2 separate regions of the Mus musculus genome follow, and region 2 is linked to region 1. A link is a contact called in public promoter capture Hi-C data. All regions are on one chromosome and are shown on one strand. The core of a region is the stretch at or near the end of the contact, and the rest is flanking DNA. Distances in the headings are between cores, read along the strand shown.

What was found. Capture Hi-C pulls out chosen DNA fragments and counts their contacts.
Region 2: a promoter capture Hi-C map of adipose tissue shows a contact between it and region 1. The contact joins two enhancer-like sites. A contact is called at or near these places in 20 of 39 promoter capture datasets (the 3T3-L1 cell line, 3T3-L1-derived adipocytes, the C10 cell line and 15 more), 6 of 484 Hi-C or Micro-C datasets (the HPC-7 cell line, cranial neural crest, liver and 3 more), 5 of 115 datasets of contacts at active chromatin or transcription factors (bone marrow-derived macrophages, cardiomyocytes, embryonic basal ganglia and 1 more) and 4 of 9 other capture datasets (adipose tissue, embryonic stem cells, liver and 1 more).

What each region holds. Positions count from the first base shown.
Region 1 is chr2:72,033,895-72,040,686 of GRCm38.p6, forward strand. It overlaps Rapgef4 (Rap guanine nucleotide exchange factor (GEF) 4), which reads left to right. Exons shown (of 31, transcript NM_001204165.1): 3 at 137-225. Among named protein-coding and RNA genes, the nearest start is that of Gm52555, 16 kb to the left of the region's middle. Within about 2 kb of position 4,552, at least 83 of the 459 cell types and tissues checked have an H3K27ac peak or open chromatin away from gene starts, as enhancers often do. A contact at or near this core is called in adipose tissue, where this site is marked.
Region 2 is chr2:72,237,461-72,245,374 of GRCm38.p6, forward strand. It overlaps Rapgef4 (Rap guanine nucleotide exchange factor (GEF) 4), which reads left to right. Exons shown (of 31, transcript NM_001204165.1): 26 at 1,604-1,694; 27 at 3,967-4,017; 28 at 4,774-4,861; 29 at 5,268-5,332. Among named protein-coding and RNA genes, the nearest start is that of Map3k20, 44 kb to the right of the region's middle. Within about 2 kb of position 5,566, at least 23 of the 459 cell types and tissues checked have an H3K27ac peak or open chromatin away from gene starts, as enhancers often do. A contact at or near this core is called in adipose tissue, where this site is marked.

The sequences.
Region 1 (6,792 bases), core at 3,302-5,801:
AGCCATGTTGTATTCTTGTTGGAATGGATCAAAGAAGGGTGAGAATAAGCCAAGCTTGCCATGGCCAGTGGGGATCTATCAGGTTGCAGTCATCAAACCTGTACACGGTGTGCTGACATCACTGTTTCTCTTTCAGTGTTTCGCCAAGGGGATATTGGAACCAACTGGTATGCTGTCCTGGCTGGGTCTTTGGATGTTAAAGTGTCTGAGACCAGCAGTCACCAGGTAATCTACCCTGTCATTAAAACAGAAATGTGCTGGGTGTGTAGGTCAGTGGTGAGATACTTGCCTAGCATGTGTGAGGCCCCAGGTTCAATCCTCAGTAACATATCACATGCAAAATCAAATCAAATAAAGCTAGGGCGTATCATTACTGTTGTCTTTAGTAAGATTTGTTTTTCCTGAGGATTTCATATATGAGTACTGTATTTACACCATTACCAGCCCTCTATCTCCTGCTCCACCTCCTTGTACCCTCCCAGCTCCTTCTCAAATTCATGACCTTGTCTACCACATTTTAGAGACATATTTTCAAACCTACTTCCCCCACAGTTAAGTGTCCATTGAATTCCTTAGTTTAGTCACGACAAACACACACTGAGAGTCTCGTGTGACATAAGCTTGGTGTGAAGGGTTGGAACAGTCAGGACAGGGATGAAATGGCTGCTGGGTCAGGAGCTGCCAGCCTCTTGGGAAGTGCAAACAGTGCCACTGCAGTGTGACAGACAGTTTTGTCACTGCTGTACGAGGTGTGAGCACCAGGAAGGGTGTCTCTTGTGTCTCTCTGGGAGTCTTCTCTACATTGCCTGGTGACTTTTCTTTGTATTAGAAGTTGTCCCCATCAGCCTCCTGGGAGCTGCAGAGATGCAGGGGAAAGTGGCTGACAGAGGTCCCTCAAACACAGCTCTCTCCACATCCGGGCATGGTGGCGCACGCCTTTAATTCCAGCACTTCGGAGGTAGAGCCAGGCAGATCTCTGAGTTCGAGGCCAGCCTGGTCTACAGAGTGAGTTCCAGGACAGCCAGGGCTACACCTTGTGTGGAAAACCCAAAAACCAAAATCAAAACAAAAGCAGTCCCCCAAACAACCAATCAAGCAAAAAACACAGTCCCAACTCACCTGGGGCGTATGCAGAAGGAGGAAGGATGCAATAGACTCTATAGAGTTGTCCTCTAACCTCCACGTGTGTCCCATGGCATGTGTGCATGCCCCAAATGAGACATGAAAATGAATAAATTTAAATTTTATTCACTATGACATTAATCACATCCAAAAACCCTTTATGAGAAATCTAGTGTTTGACCAGGTTGGCCTAGAACATCTATCATAGCACTATATCCTTATGCCTATATACAGGGACTGGCTTCATCTGTAGGCACTTATATGCTGGTGTATTCGTAGGCTTGGATATGAGGCTCCATGACAGCGGTTCTAACCCTCCAGGCCCATCCAGATGCAGATCAACTAAATTTAAATTTAAATCTGACGTAGTTCAAAGTTTGAATTCTTCCTGTTGCCCACACACGAGAAAGAGTGAGTAGAGTTGGAGGTAGGAAGTGAAGAAAGAGAAAGAAAAAACAGTTACAAGAGATTGAAGCAGATTGGGAGAGGATAGCGCAGAGCTGTGCTCAGGGTCCAGTCACCGGAGAGGAGAGGAGAGAGCAGCCTTCCTTAGCTAGCCTGCGTCTCCATTTTCTTTCTCTGGGACCCTCTGTCTGTCTTCTCACCAAGTCAGAAAGGATACAGTGTCAAGCTCTCAAATGCACCCCAGTTTTACCCCTGTGTGGGGGACATTAGATGCTTTCTGGGCCAGAACTGAGCAGAGCAAGAAAGGCTTCTGGCGTAGGAGTGCCTCCTACAGGCGGCTGTGCACAGAGCATCCTACAAGCATCGCAGTGGCCATGCCCTGCGCAAGACCTGTGATCTCTTGGAAGCGCTGACTCATTTTTTCCCAGTGCTCATGCGGGTCAGGTGGGGCAGCCAGTTCCTTGTGACTCTGGGGCTTATGTCCTTGCCAACAATGGTGCCCGAAGGCTGGGGAGAGGGAAGGATAGAAGTGAGGCCAGCTGGCATCACAGTTGTGGGGAGAAGCCGATCCTGTCTTCTGCCTGTGATGCAGGCTCATAGTCCCAAGCCTTCACCAACACACCCACCCACTCATCCTTGACCACCTCTTAGATTTTGCGATGTGCGGTTAAATCAGCGTGGTTCTCCATTCCATAGCACACCCAAGCGGTGAAGTGGGATGGACAAGGGAAGAAAACGGACAACGGTAGGTTACAGGGTAGAGGCGTAACTGTTAGAAGGGATGTCGATGTGTTGTGTGGGCAGCTGGGAGAAAGAAAGGATCCTGACTCGGATGAAGGAGTGGGTGGTGGTGCCCCTGAAGAGGCAGGCATAGTATTTTTTGTGCTATAGATTTATTGGGTTTTATCGACTTGATACTTTTTCTTTTTCTGAAAAAGTTACCCTATTTCATGAGGCACCAGGAGGTTAAGAATGCATATATAAATATTCTATTTGCCTCATAAACTCCTATTACCTTCCGACCATTCTATATGCTATTTCCTTTTCCATCACTCACATTGTGCCAGGAGCTTAGGAACACCGTGTATGTGTGTGTGTGTGTGTGTGTGTGTGTGTGTGTGTGTGTGTGTGGCTTGAGCCCACCCATAGGTTGGCCCAGGTATGCTTCGTCATGCTCGTCCACAGAGAAGTCATGGTCTCCTTAGGATGATGGAGTGGCAAAGCTGAAGAGCTAGAGACCACTGGGACCCCCTGTCATCCCTGAGTCTTTCCTTTTCCATCAGTTAGTCAACATGCGTGGTGGCCTATTGAAGTGTCCAAAGGTGTCTCACTAGTATCCAGGGGATCTGCCCACCGGGATGCCTAAGATCACAGTAAAGAAATCCACCGATCCCACATTGTAGAGAAGTATGAAAATGATTCAGGGAGTGAGTGGGCCTGCCAGTGTCAGGCCTTCGCTGTGTGGTGAGGATGGGGCCCACTGGGCTTCAGGCCTAGGGATGGCTTACCTCCCCAGCACAGGGGTCCGGCCCACTGTCAGCAGCCAGAACTAGTTGGTGAGATAGGTCTTACTCAATAGCCCTGCTTGGCCCGAGACTTACTGTATAGAAGACAAGGCTGGCCTCAAACTCAGAAACGCACATACCTCTGTCTCCAAATGACACAAAATCCCATTGAGATCTGCATAGCTCATTTCTCAAGCAGTTACATTCTTCCTACTTCTGATGGACCCCAGAGCCACATCCTGCTTATGTGGCCTTGATTTCTGGGCAGCTAAGACCCCCCAAGCTGAAGGCTTCCAGAGCAACCTGACTGGGAGAGAGTAAGCCTCTGGATAGCAGGAGCACCTCCCACCAAGAGACCTTCCCCAAGACCTGATGCTCTTGTTCCCAGTTCCCGCATTGCTACTTTGTAACAACCGTGTTTGTCCTCAGCATCCTGGGAAATGCAGAGCCGCAACTCCTTGTGCCCTGGAGCTTTTAGAGACCTGCAAACCCTCACGCCTATCTTCGTGTTTTTATTCCATGCTTATTTTTCCTCACCACCAAGCTCGCTGCAATGTGCACTCACATCAGAGACATGTCTCCCAGCTTCTCAGACAGCCTTCTGGCCTTGGCCCTTCTTTTTGCTATCTTACAGAACTTTGACCAGCCAACAAGGGGGTGTGCCTACAGGCAGCATCCATGTCTAATGGTGTCCGACATGACATGTTCATGTAGGTTTCTGCTTGGCAACAGGCATCTTGTTTAGGAGTAGTCTCTCCAGTTCCCCAGTGACACTTTGTCTGCATCTCCAGGGACATCTTACCCTCAAAACAATACACACAAATAATAGCAATAGTGATGATGATGGTGGTGGTGATTATGATGATGATAGTAAACCTTAAAGTAGGCATATATACCTACTATATTAGACAACAGCACTCAACTCTCTCTCTCTCTCTCTCTCTCTGTGTGTGTGTGTGTGTGTGTGTGTGTGTGTGTGTGTGTACACAAGGCCTTGCTTTTCCCTGCAGATTTTATAGGTGAGGAGAATTTATGGTATAACAAATATTTAAATCCTAGAAACATGTATGCTTTTTTAGCAATTCTGGAAACACCTAAACTAAGGGAAATCTCCAATCATATCAATTCCTAAAGACTGACTGACTTTCATGTTTCAAAATAGAGAATGGTGCTTTATGATGTCACTAAAGCCTGTAACACTCACTGTTATCTTTATTTGATACAAACCCAGCAGCTGGGTTGGGTATGGCTATGCACAGTTAGATACGCTATGAACTGAGGCTAGTGGGTCCTACTCGCTGTATATAAAGCACTTAGTACAAAGCTTTGAATGAGCAGGGTCCCGGTGTTTTCTGCTAACTAATAAAAAGTTGATTGCCTAGACTGGAGAGCTGTTGGCTCCCATACCTGCAATGCTAGCAATGGTCACAAGAGGGCAGTGTTAGAACATGAAAACCAGGAACTGCAGCCCAGTATTTTGAAACTGCAGGAGTTTAAATTTTGTTCAGCCATTTCACTGGAGCAGAGATTCTGGGCTGCACTTGGCCTTGGTCTCCACTTCATTCCACCCCCTCATCTGTCATTGTGCCATTATCTGGCAATTTTTACTCTGGTTTTGAAAAAAAGACCTCTTGCTGTTTTTCTCTCTAAGGTCAAATAGAAAACCTTTAGTCATCCCTGCCTTTGCTTTTACAACACAGATGCCTTTGTTCATTGCAGTTTTGATTATTAAATTTGAAGTACAGCTCTCTCTCCCTTTCTCCCCACCCTCCTTCCCTCCCTCTCTCCCTCTTTCGCTCCCCCCCCTCTGTGTGTTTCCTTCCCTCCCTCCCTCCCTCTCCCCCGCTTCCTCTCCCTGATTCTTTCACTTGGCCACACACTCTGTTCGCTTTCCTTTCAGTGACATCACCATTTTTGGGAGACACTACTTGAACACATTTCTGAACAGTTTTACGAAGCCCAGAAAACGTAAAAGGTGGCAAGCTGGTTGCAGATGGTGTCACTGCTGACTCCCGCCGGAGCTCTGGCTGGGGCTGAGCTATTCATTAGGAATGGATATTTAGTTGACTTGGCATTCTGCACAACTCACCCTACATGTAGTTTTGTTGTTGAGTATTCTTTGTCCGGGTGACACAGTGCTGGCCAGTTCAGCTCTGCACTGGTTAGAAATGCCCGTGCCAGGCCGTGCTCTGCAAGCCAGCCCCAGCGAGCTTGCCTGATGTCCATCGGCTGCCCGACAAGCCGATTCCAGGGACACGCTCTGAAAGGAACCGGCCTTGCCGTTGCCGCTTGCCAGAAAACACATTTGACTTAGAAGTATCTTGCCTTCCTGCTTGGCAGTAAATCCTTTTGACACACGTGCAGTTGGATGCCTTGACAGACTCTGAAATTGGGTTCCATTTGATTTGATTACTTAAAAACGCTTAGAGAACTCAATAAATTCCAGGAGCAAATTCAAGCTCAGGAAGCAAAATGCAAGAGCTTTGAAACCTAGTGGCAAGTATAGGCTGGAAATGAACCCTGTAAAAACATCAGCTTTTAAAGAACTTATGCTTCTGAGTCTACCTATACACGTAAAGATAACCTAACACAAATAAGATTGTTAACTCTTGACTCAATGACACAGAAATGAATAAATTCTGAATAGCTAACAGGTCTGATAACTCTTCAGAATCACAGGATAATTTTTCATTTTCCATGAGTTCATCACAGACACAGCTCATGTCCCCAGATCATCTGCGCAGGCCAGGTTTCAGTGGACCATGATCGTACATTGTGACATGTAACCCTGGCCTTCTTACCACCGTGACCACTTCACAGTGTCCGTATGAACACATGTGAGACAGCTCTGGCGAGAATGTCTGCTTTAAGATGTGAGAACGCCACAATGCAGATGCACAAAGCAGATAAATTAAGAGGTGATTAGTCGCAGTACAAAAGGATTCTTTGATTTACAGCAGGATTGTCAGGAGGGTTTCTTTGAATACAAGCTCCCCCAGAGAGCTCAAGTGTTTTGCAGATCATTCAAACCACTTGACATCCAGACTGGGGGACAGAGAAACTTGGAATTTAAGTGTTGAAAGCCATCATTAGATGAAGCTTAATACAACACGACTATAGAGGTTCTCTGTTGTTTAAATAAAGGCAAAAATATAATTTGCTTTTTAGAAGTGTAGAAAACCTATACATGCGTGGCGATGTGACTGAGTTAGGAATTATATTGTATTATTTTTTATCTATTTAATTCTGGCAAGCTGACTCAGCCAGTAAAGGTGACTGCCACCAAGCCTGGTGACTTCAGTTCAAGTCCTGAAGCCCACACGCTAGAAAAAGAGAACCAACTCTTATAATTTCTCACAATGACCTCGTCGGGCATGCTATGGTATATGTATCACGGTAGCTTTCCCCCCCAATACAGAAATGTTTAAGATGTGTTCTGCTATTAATCTTTTTTAAACATTTATTTATTTATTTAATGTATACAAGTGATCTATCTGCATGTACACCTGCATGCCAGAAGAGATCATGAGGTCCCTTTATAGATGGTCATGAACCACCATGTGCTTGCTGGGAACTGAACTCAGGAACTCAGCCAGTGCTCTTAACTGTTGAGCCATCTCTCCAGCTGCTGATCTTGTTAAAGGCATTGTGACCATTTCACAGAGGTCTGAGAGGAGCCAAAGCCATGGAGGCAGTGTAATCTAGATCTGCCAAGGTTCAGGCCCCTTCCACATCAGCTCTGCCTGACTCTTGTCTCTGT
Region 2 (7,914 bases), core at 4,316-6,815, 200 kb after region 1:
GTTAGGGTTTTACTGCTGTGAACAGACACCATGACCAAAGCAAGTCTTATAAAAAACAACATTTACTTGAGACTGGCTTACAGGTTCAGAGGTTCAGTGCATTATCATCAAGGTGGGAGCATGGCAGCATCCAGGCAGGCATGGTGCAGGCAGAGCTGAGAGTTCTATGTCTTCATCCAAAGGCTGCTAGTGGAAGACTGACTTCCAGGCAACTGGGGTGAGTGTTTTAAGCTCACGCCCACAGTGACACACCTATTCCAACCAGGTCACACCTACTCCATCAAGGCCACACCTCCAGATGGTGCCACTCCCTGGTCCAAGAATATACAAGCTATCACATTGATATTTAAGACCAGTCTTAGTCCGTGGTGATCTGTTAGGGAACATGGGATTATTTGAATCTTCTTGTATCTATTGAGGCCTGTTTTGTGACCAATTATATGGTCAATTTTGGAGAAGGTACCATGAGGTGCTGAGAAGAAGGTATATTCTTTTGCTTTACAATGAAATTTCTATAAATATCTGTTAGATCCATTTGGTTCATAACTTCTATTAGTTTCACTGTGTCTCTATTTTAGTTTCTGTTTCCATGATCTGTCCATTGTTGAGAGTGGGCTGTTGAAGTCTCCCACTATTATTGTATGGGATGCAATATGTGCTTTGGAATTTAGTAACGTCTCTTTTATGAATGTGGGTGCCCTTGCATTTGGAGCATAGATCAAACATTATTTGTTTATGATAGCAGTCAACTTATATAGCCATATTGCTGTGTGGTGAAAGTTTTCTGCTTATTAGGAAGTAAACGCTTTTCCTTTTTAGGGGTCTGGTATGAAGAACTTAGGGTGTGTGGGTGTGGTCGTTTGCCATCAGGTGTACCAAATACTTGGGATAACATTGGCATTTTAATAAGAATTTAGGCTTAACCCAAGTGCTTCATTCTCAAATATAGATTTGTAAATACTCATAATGATATAAACACAGACTCAAAATTATCAACCTTACCAATATCAGTAAAACTAAAAATACAGTTATTTTGTTATGGATCTGACATCTCCCAACTTCAAACTTGGGAGAACAAATGCCCAGCCCACAGGACCAGGCCTTGTAAGCTGATACTTTTTCAACAATTTAGTGTCACTAGCATAGAGGAACCAGGGTAGCCACAGCATTGTGACATCCTTAACCCATTCCTACCTGCCAGATGAGAGTACCTACCTCCAAGTGTCAAGTTCTACAATCACTTTGCCTGCCCTTTTCTAATCCCATGGGATGTGTCTCCCCAACCCTTTCCAGGTTCACTACGGCGTTTAGCAAATTTAGGATTATAATAACAACCCTTAGGGGAGGTGAATTTAAATTACTTCTCAAAACCAAACCCTCAACGGCCAAAACTATCAACTTTCTAAAACTAGCGTGGGTTGTCGAGCCGCAGAGCGTGGTTACCCAAGCAGAACTCCAGCAGTGCCTTAAATCTGTCATTGCCAGCTCATATAAACGAGTCCTGATAAATATTAATGACTATCAGAAAATAGAACTCTATTTAAAAAAAAAAATCTTGCTCAAAAGTGGCATGCTACTTAACCACGTGCCTCTTGTGTTTCAGCTGCAAGGAGTACAAAAATCTAAATTCCTTTTTCGCCATCGTCATGGGACTCAGCAACGTGGCCGTGAGCCGCTTGGCACTAACGTGGGAGGTAAGAAAGCCGCTCCTGGCGTGCAGCTGGGACTTTTGCCTTAGGAATAAAAACACAGGCTCACCAGTGAGCTTTTTTTTATAGAAACAGCACTCACACTGGTATAACAATGTGAAAGGTGGGGGCCCTTAGAGGGAGGCGACCTGTCTCCTCTTTCTAGTTACCTCAGAGTGAGAGTTTAAAAACACATTGTCCAGGTGGAGGAAGTGTGCGTGGGGTGGGGTGGGGGGTGGACCTCAGCTTTCCCATTGCTACAATGTAAATAATCCTAAATCCAGGTCTACCTATTGCTCAGTTGGCTGCAAAGGTCACTTTGCTCACTGGTTCAGTTGTCTCTGAAACGTCTGCTTATTGCTTTTATCCTGAGCCTTACCTCTAAGTGAAAGAGGGTAGAGGGTCCATTTTATCCAAGTAGTCATCTTGCTTCTGGGAGAAACAGTCCAGAAGAGGCCAGCTGTTGGGAGCCGCGGAGTATGTCCCATAACCACCTGGCGACTCCTCCCTCTCAGAGAGGAGCAACAGTTGGCATGGACTGTCTTTGAAGCTAAAGTGAAACAGGTGTGTTGTGGATGTCTGAAACAAACGGGATGAGTGATTCACGGTCGGTTCAAAGACACCTCTGAGTATCATTCGCTTAGAACTTGGAATGTGCCTAACCCCTTATATGTGGCATGGTTGAAGAAACAGTAAACTCTAACAGAACATACTCACAAAAATAGACTCTTGACAAATGCACACAAGCATGTGTAAGAGGGACTGCAGAAAAAAAACGACGGTAAGGACTATCTGAGACCTACTCTGCCATGGTGCTTGACAGCAACCATCTGAGTCCACATTCCCTGTGAAGTTATTTCCCTGCTCGTTTCCCTCCTGAAACAATTATCTTCCCTTGACTCTCCTAAATATCTCCACTGTTTATAGGGCAGGTCCTTGCAAGTCCTCCTGTCTTGAGTTTCTCTTAAAATTCCCAGCAGATGCAGCACGCAGCAGTTCATCCCCTGAATATAGGCATGAGGGAATTAGAGAGGCCTGTGAGCCACGCAGCTGGATCGGCTTCCAGGCAGGGAGAGAACAGAGTTGGTGTGCCAATAATAAACAGCGAGACCATTGTGTAGTGCCTGTGTCTCACTGCCCAAGCTACCTGGAGTCTCGAGAGATCTCGGATTCCCCTCTGAGAGTCTGCACATCCCAGTGGGGGAATCTCTGGCTTCTGAGCCCCCCACACAGAGTCCAAATCAGTTGGTCAGGGAGGGGAAAAAAGTTGTAAAGATTTTTGAGGGCCCATGGAGGCCAACTGTAGGCTCCACACAACAGCGGCCAGGCAGAGAGACTGGATACTCTGAGCCCTCCGTGCTGCCTCAGAGGCCCCTAGGGAAGGTGCAGCCAGATAAATGACCAGTTTATTGTCATGAAGAAGACAGCTCATTGGCCAGTCCCTTACAGGTATAAGAGGACCACAAGTCTACGAACTTCTATTTCTGACACCGTGTGTCTCTGACAGAAAAGATTCGCCTTTTATAATGTATAAGCCATTTCTTTTCTGAGGCGGAGTGTGATCATGGAATTCTGTATGCTGAGCTGGCACTCACGAGCTCCTTTGTTTTGGGTCATTTCTCTGTGTTTGACGGAAGCTTTCCAAGGACATCTCACACAGCTTCAGTGAGCACCAGTGTAGCCACACGAACAGGGGAAGGAATGGTGCAAGGTATCAGAAGACAGTAGAATGAGTGTCAGTCAGTCAGTGGACAAAAGGCGAGATACAGGAGCACACAGCAAGAAGAGGGGCTTGAAGCGGGGAGCAACCCCCACCTGAGATGAAATGCTAAGAGTGCTGGCCTTGGCTCTATGGACAGTTGAGAGGACCAATCCCTGTGGTGGAGGACTGCCTGTGCACTGTAGGGTACTGAACTAACTTCTCTGGCCACGCCCACTGTATTCAGAAGCACTTCCTATTGCTCCCGCCCCCATCTTCACTCTCCCCCCCCACCCCCCCCACCCCCCCGCAGCTGTGACAACAAAAGTGGCTGCTGGTGTTGCTACCCTTCCCCTGGATTGGCTATGGCCACTACCAAGACACTGGTGGCGCACGCCTTTAATCCTAGCACCTGGGAGGTAGAGGCAGGCAGATTTCTGAGTTCGAGGCCACCCTGGTCTACAGAGTGAGTTCCAGGACAGCCAGAGGAAATGCATTTCCCTTAGAAACAGTAGCACACACTCCATATCTAGATATAGACTCTGACAGATGCGTGTGTCATTTCCATTTTATTAACAGAAACTGCCGAGCAAGTTTAAGAAGTTCTATGCGGAGTTTGAGAGCTTGATGGTAAGTGACAGTAGCTTCTTTTACTCTGCTCACTGTCCGCATTAATCCAATTTCTGATTAGCTCAAGTTCTCATTGCAGAAATTTTATCCGTCCTTGTATGACTTTAAGAAGTTTATGATCCCTTTTAGTGCTGCTAAAACAAGCATGTCTGACTAATGAATGGCCCCCTCAGGAACTAACTTAAAGAGGACTTATGTCCCACATAAGGTCAATTTGTGTAAGTTAGCAAAGCAGTGTGATGGGGTCCCACCTAACACCGCTCAGGTGGCTATGGGTTGGAGCTATGTTTCTTGGCTTGCCAAAATTATGTCTCCCCGTTGTCTGGGAGGTGTTACCAGACAGGAAAGTGGTGACTGGGTCTTGCTGCCGGGCAAGGAACGGTTCAGGGGGCAAGTTAGGACTGGCTATGCCAGAGCATGGGGTAGGGAGCCGAGCTTTGGGAAGGAGGTGGGGCATCGTTGAGTCGGGGATCTGTCCAGGTTTGTTTTACACTGTTTTTTTTTGTATTCAGAGGGATGCCTCCCCTTGGCGCCTGTGGGTGCCTTCAAACCAGAACAGAAATAAACAGCACAGTATTGTCTCACAAGCATGTGAAGTTGTTTTTAAAACAAACCAAACCTGTTTAAATCTGCCTTTCTCCCAGAGTATCTCATCCCCAAAGACACACAGCTGTGGGATGCTTTGTGTGCTGCGGAGGTTAAAAAGGGGGCGTGGCATGTATCACTCGTCACTCAACACTTTTGTTTTCTCCCAAGGATCCTTCCAGAAACCACAGGGCATACAGGCTGACAGCAGCCAAGCTGGAGCCCCCTCTCATCCCTTTCATGCCCTTGCTTATTAAAGGTAATCCGAAGGCACAGCCAGGCCAGGTGGGAGGGGCCAGGCCAGGTGGGAGGGGCCAGGCCAGGCGGGAGGGGCACGCACCAGAAGGTTCTCTGTCTTTCCATCTCCCTGGGCTCCTGCTCTTGGGCCCCAGTCTCTTAAAGGAGTGGGAAGGTGGGAACACAGCGATATGAAAAGCCCATGATTTTGAAGCTTTTGGAGTGAAAAGGGTTTACGGGTAGAGATTTTACTAACCTCAGGTAAAGTGATTTGGAAAGTTAAACACCTAACATAAAAGAAACTATTATCAGCTTTTCCAACTACAATGTTATGCAAATCTACCTGCATATGCTAATGGTGCTATTGTACTTTCTTAGTGTGACATATTTCTGTTAGTGACTAGAATGTGGCTTTTATTTCTTTACAGATATGACATTTACTCATGAGGGGAACAAGACGTTCATTGACAATCTAGTAAACTTTGAAAAAATGGTACGTGCAGTATTATAACCTTAACTACAATGTTTTTTTTTCCTAAAATGAAATTTGCATTTGTACTAATAAGGCAAATAACTTCTGTGTATGCTGCCATGTTACAAAGGTAGTTACACAGAATGGAGTTTTGAAACATTTGGTTCAAATTGGCTCCGTCTTTTGCTGTCAGCTCTCTTTTGTGGAGCTGAATGGTATTTGTGCTGGGGCTCACAGCAGCAGTTGGCTTTTATGCCTTGTGTTTCTGTCCCTCCGCTGCCTGTTGTTAAAACGCACGAACGCTCAAGAGTGACTTCTGTGTTTCTCGTTGTTTTGTAAGGTTTGTGCAGCTAGCTAGACTGCCCCAGGATGCCTTTGAAATGTTTATCTGCCAGGGCCGACTGGAGTGCATGTAGGTAAAGAGGCAGCACTACAGCCGATCTTTATTGTAGGGTATTAATCTAAGAGTGTATTACTTAGTCTCATAAAGTTCACTCAAGTTCAGAGAGGGGACTTGGAGACTTGGAGATCACCATAACGACAACAATAACAATAACAACAATGAAATGCTGGGAACAAATGGGAAGCTGGCACTTTCATATTCCATATTTTCCAGCCCCTTCTCCTCTATCTACCCCACCCCCACCCAGAGAAGAGGGAGTCTGGCAAAGGTACTTCGAAATTTGTTTTCTTATCTCCTGTGAAGCAATAAAGCAGGCCCTGCCAAAGCCTTTCTTTAGCTACACAGTCCATGTCAATGGAATGCCACAGTTTCTCCAAATCCCTGGCCTGTGTGCATCCTGGAGACGGGGAATGGTAGAGCTTCAGTTCCCAGGATGTATACATTTGCCCAAAATTAGGTTTTACAGTGCAAGCGTGTCTCTGGCTTTGGAACTTAGGAGATCTTTAGGGTCAATACCCAGTTCCCTTTGTTCCTCATCTTCTGTGTGAATCTGTTTCCTCAACAAAAAATTGGGGGCTCATCCTGCTTTATTCGTCTCTAGGCAGATGGATGGTCCTGGTGCATGAGTCTTCTTGTAAGTCAGAAAGTACTAGAGAGTTCTTATCAGAGACCTGAAATTCTCGTTGTTGCTTGGAATCAAGCTAGTGTATACATCTGCAGAAGAATTTGAAACACCCTACTGTGCATGGGCTCCAAAGAATTTGAAACACCCTACTGTGCATTGGCTCAGGCTAAACCTCATTCTCTATGAGTTTACAATTAGGTGCACAGTGTTGGCTGGTTAGATCCTACTGTTTTAGACTGAGGAAACAGATATAAACACACACTCCTCAAAGACACTGCACCCATGGGTAAAAATGGTTTCTCAGTGGTTTCTCCCCCCTATACCAAAGGTAGGACATGAACATCCCTGCTATGGTGTCAGTTTGGTGATTTTTTTTTTAATGAAAAGAAATAATTCTTTGCTTACTTGTTAGCATAGAGAATTAAACATTCCCAAGCATTTTCAAGGAAGGGAGGGATTCTGAGCCACTTATGCAGACCTAGAGGCAGCCAAGCCAACCACTGAGCTATAAAATACTCAGACACAGAGATGTGGGACTTAGGATTCCTAGAGTAATAAGATGACTTTATGACCTGAGACTGCTCATATGAACTGTGTGGCCCCGAGCAAGCAAGCAAGGCAGTGCTCACCGTGCCGGCCATCGGATGAGGATTATCTCTGAGTTTCGGCTAAGGATTATCTCTGAGTTTCTAGAGCCATTTTCTCTCCACAGCCTGCAGAGGAAGTCAAGATGACCAGGAGGAGGCTCCTCATGTACCCCAGGATCACAGTAGTGAACTCCTTCCTGTTAGGCAGTCCGGGAGGAGGTCCTAACTGTTCTGCTTTCTGGGTGGCCACGTTTGTTTCGTAGCCACCGAATGGTTTAAGCTAGCATTGTAGCTGTGACACACAAGCCCTAGTCAGTTGGACATCATGATAATTGTTTAGAAACACAGAAAGTTTATTTCTTTTCACTTCAAAGTCTCAAGTGAATATGGTAGCTCCACTCTGAGGAACAGCAAAGGTCCCTGGCTTCGGCTCTCTTCCGATTTCACGCGGTCCATGATGGCCCACCGTCACATCTGCATCCTAGCCCTCATTTGGGGGATCAGTGCGTCTCACTAAAAATCAAGGGTTCTGTTGCTATGCAGGAGAGGGAGAGGAAGATTTTGGGAAAGCACTCTTTGCCCTCTGTGCCAGCAGCTTTCTAAGCTTTATTTTATTTGATAAATCATATTACCAGACAGATTCATTTCAGAAATGTCCTTCCACAAGTTAAGTCTTAGTAGAAAACTAAGTAGAAGTTCAAATCAAAATCGATTTGATTGGCTTTCTAAACCTGACCGATCAACATGACATTATCAGTCAACATTGATCAATTAGTGTCGGCTAGCTTTCCAGCATTTTTCTCCCACCAGCTGGCCCACCTTTCTTCTGGGCACCACTAACCGTCACCCTCATCTACAGTTAGCCCTAAGTGCCTTGGAGAAAGACATGTTGTATGCTCTAAGTTCTTGTCAGGCATCCGTCAACAAAGACCAGGTACAAGCAGGGTCGGCAGTCTGTGTGTGTGGACCCGCTGGGCTGTGTCCCCAG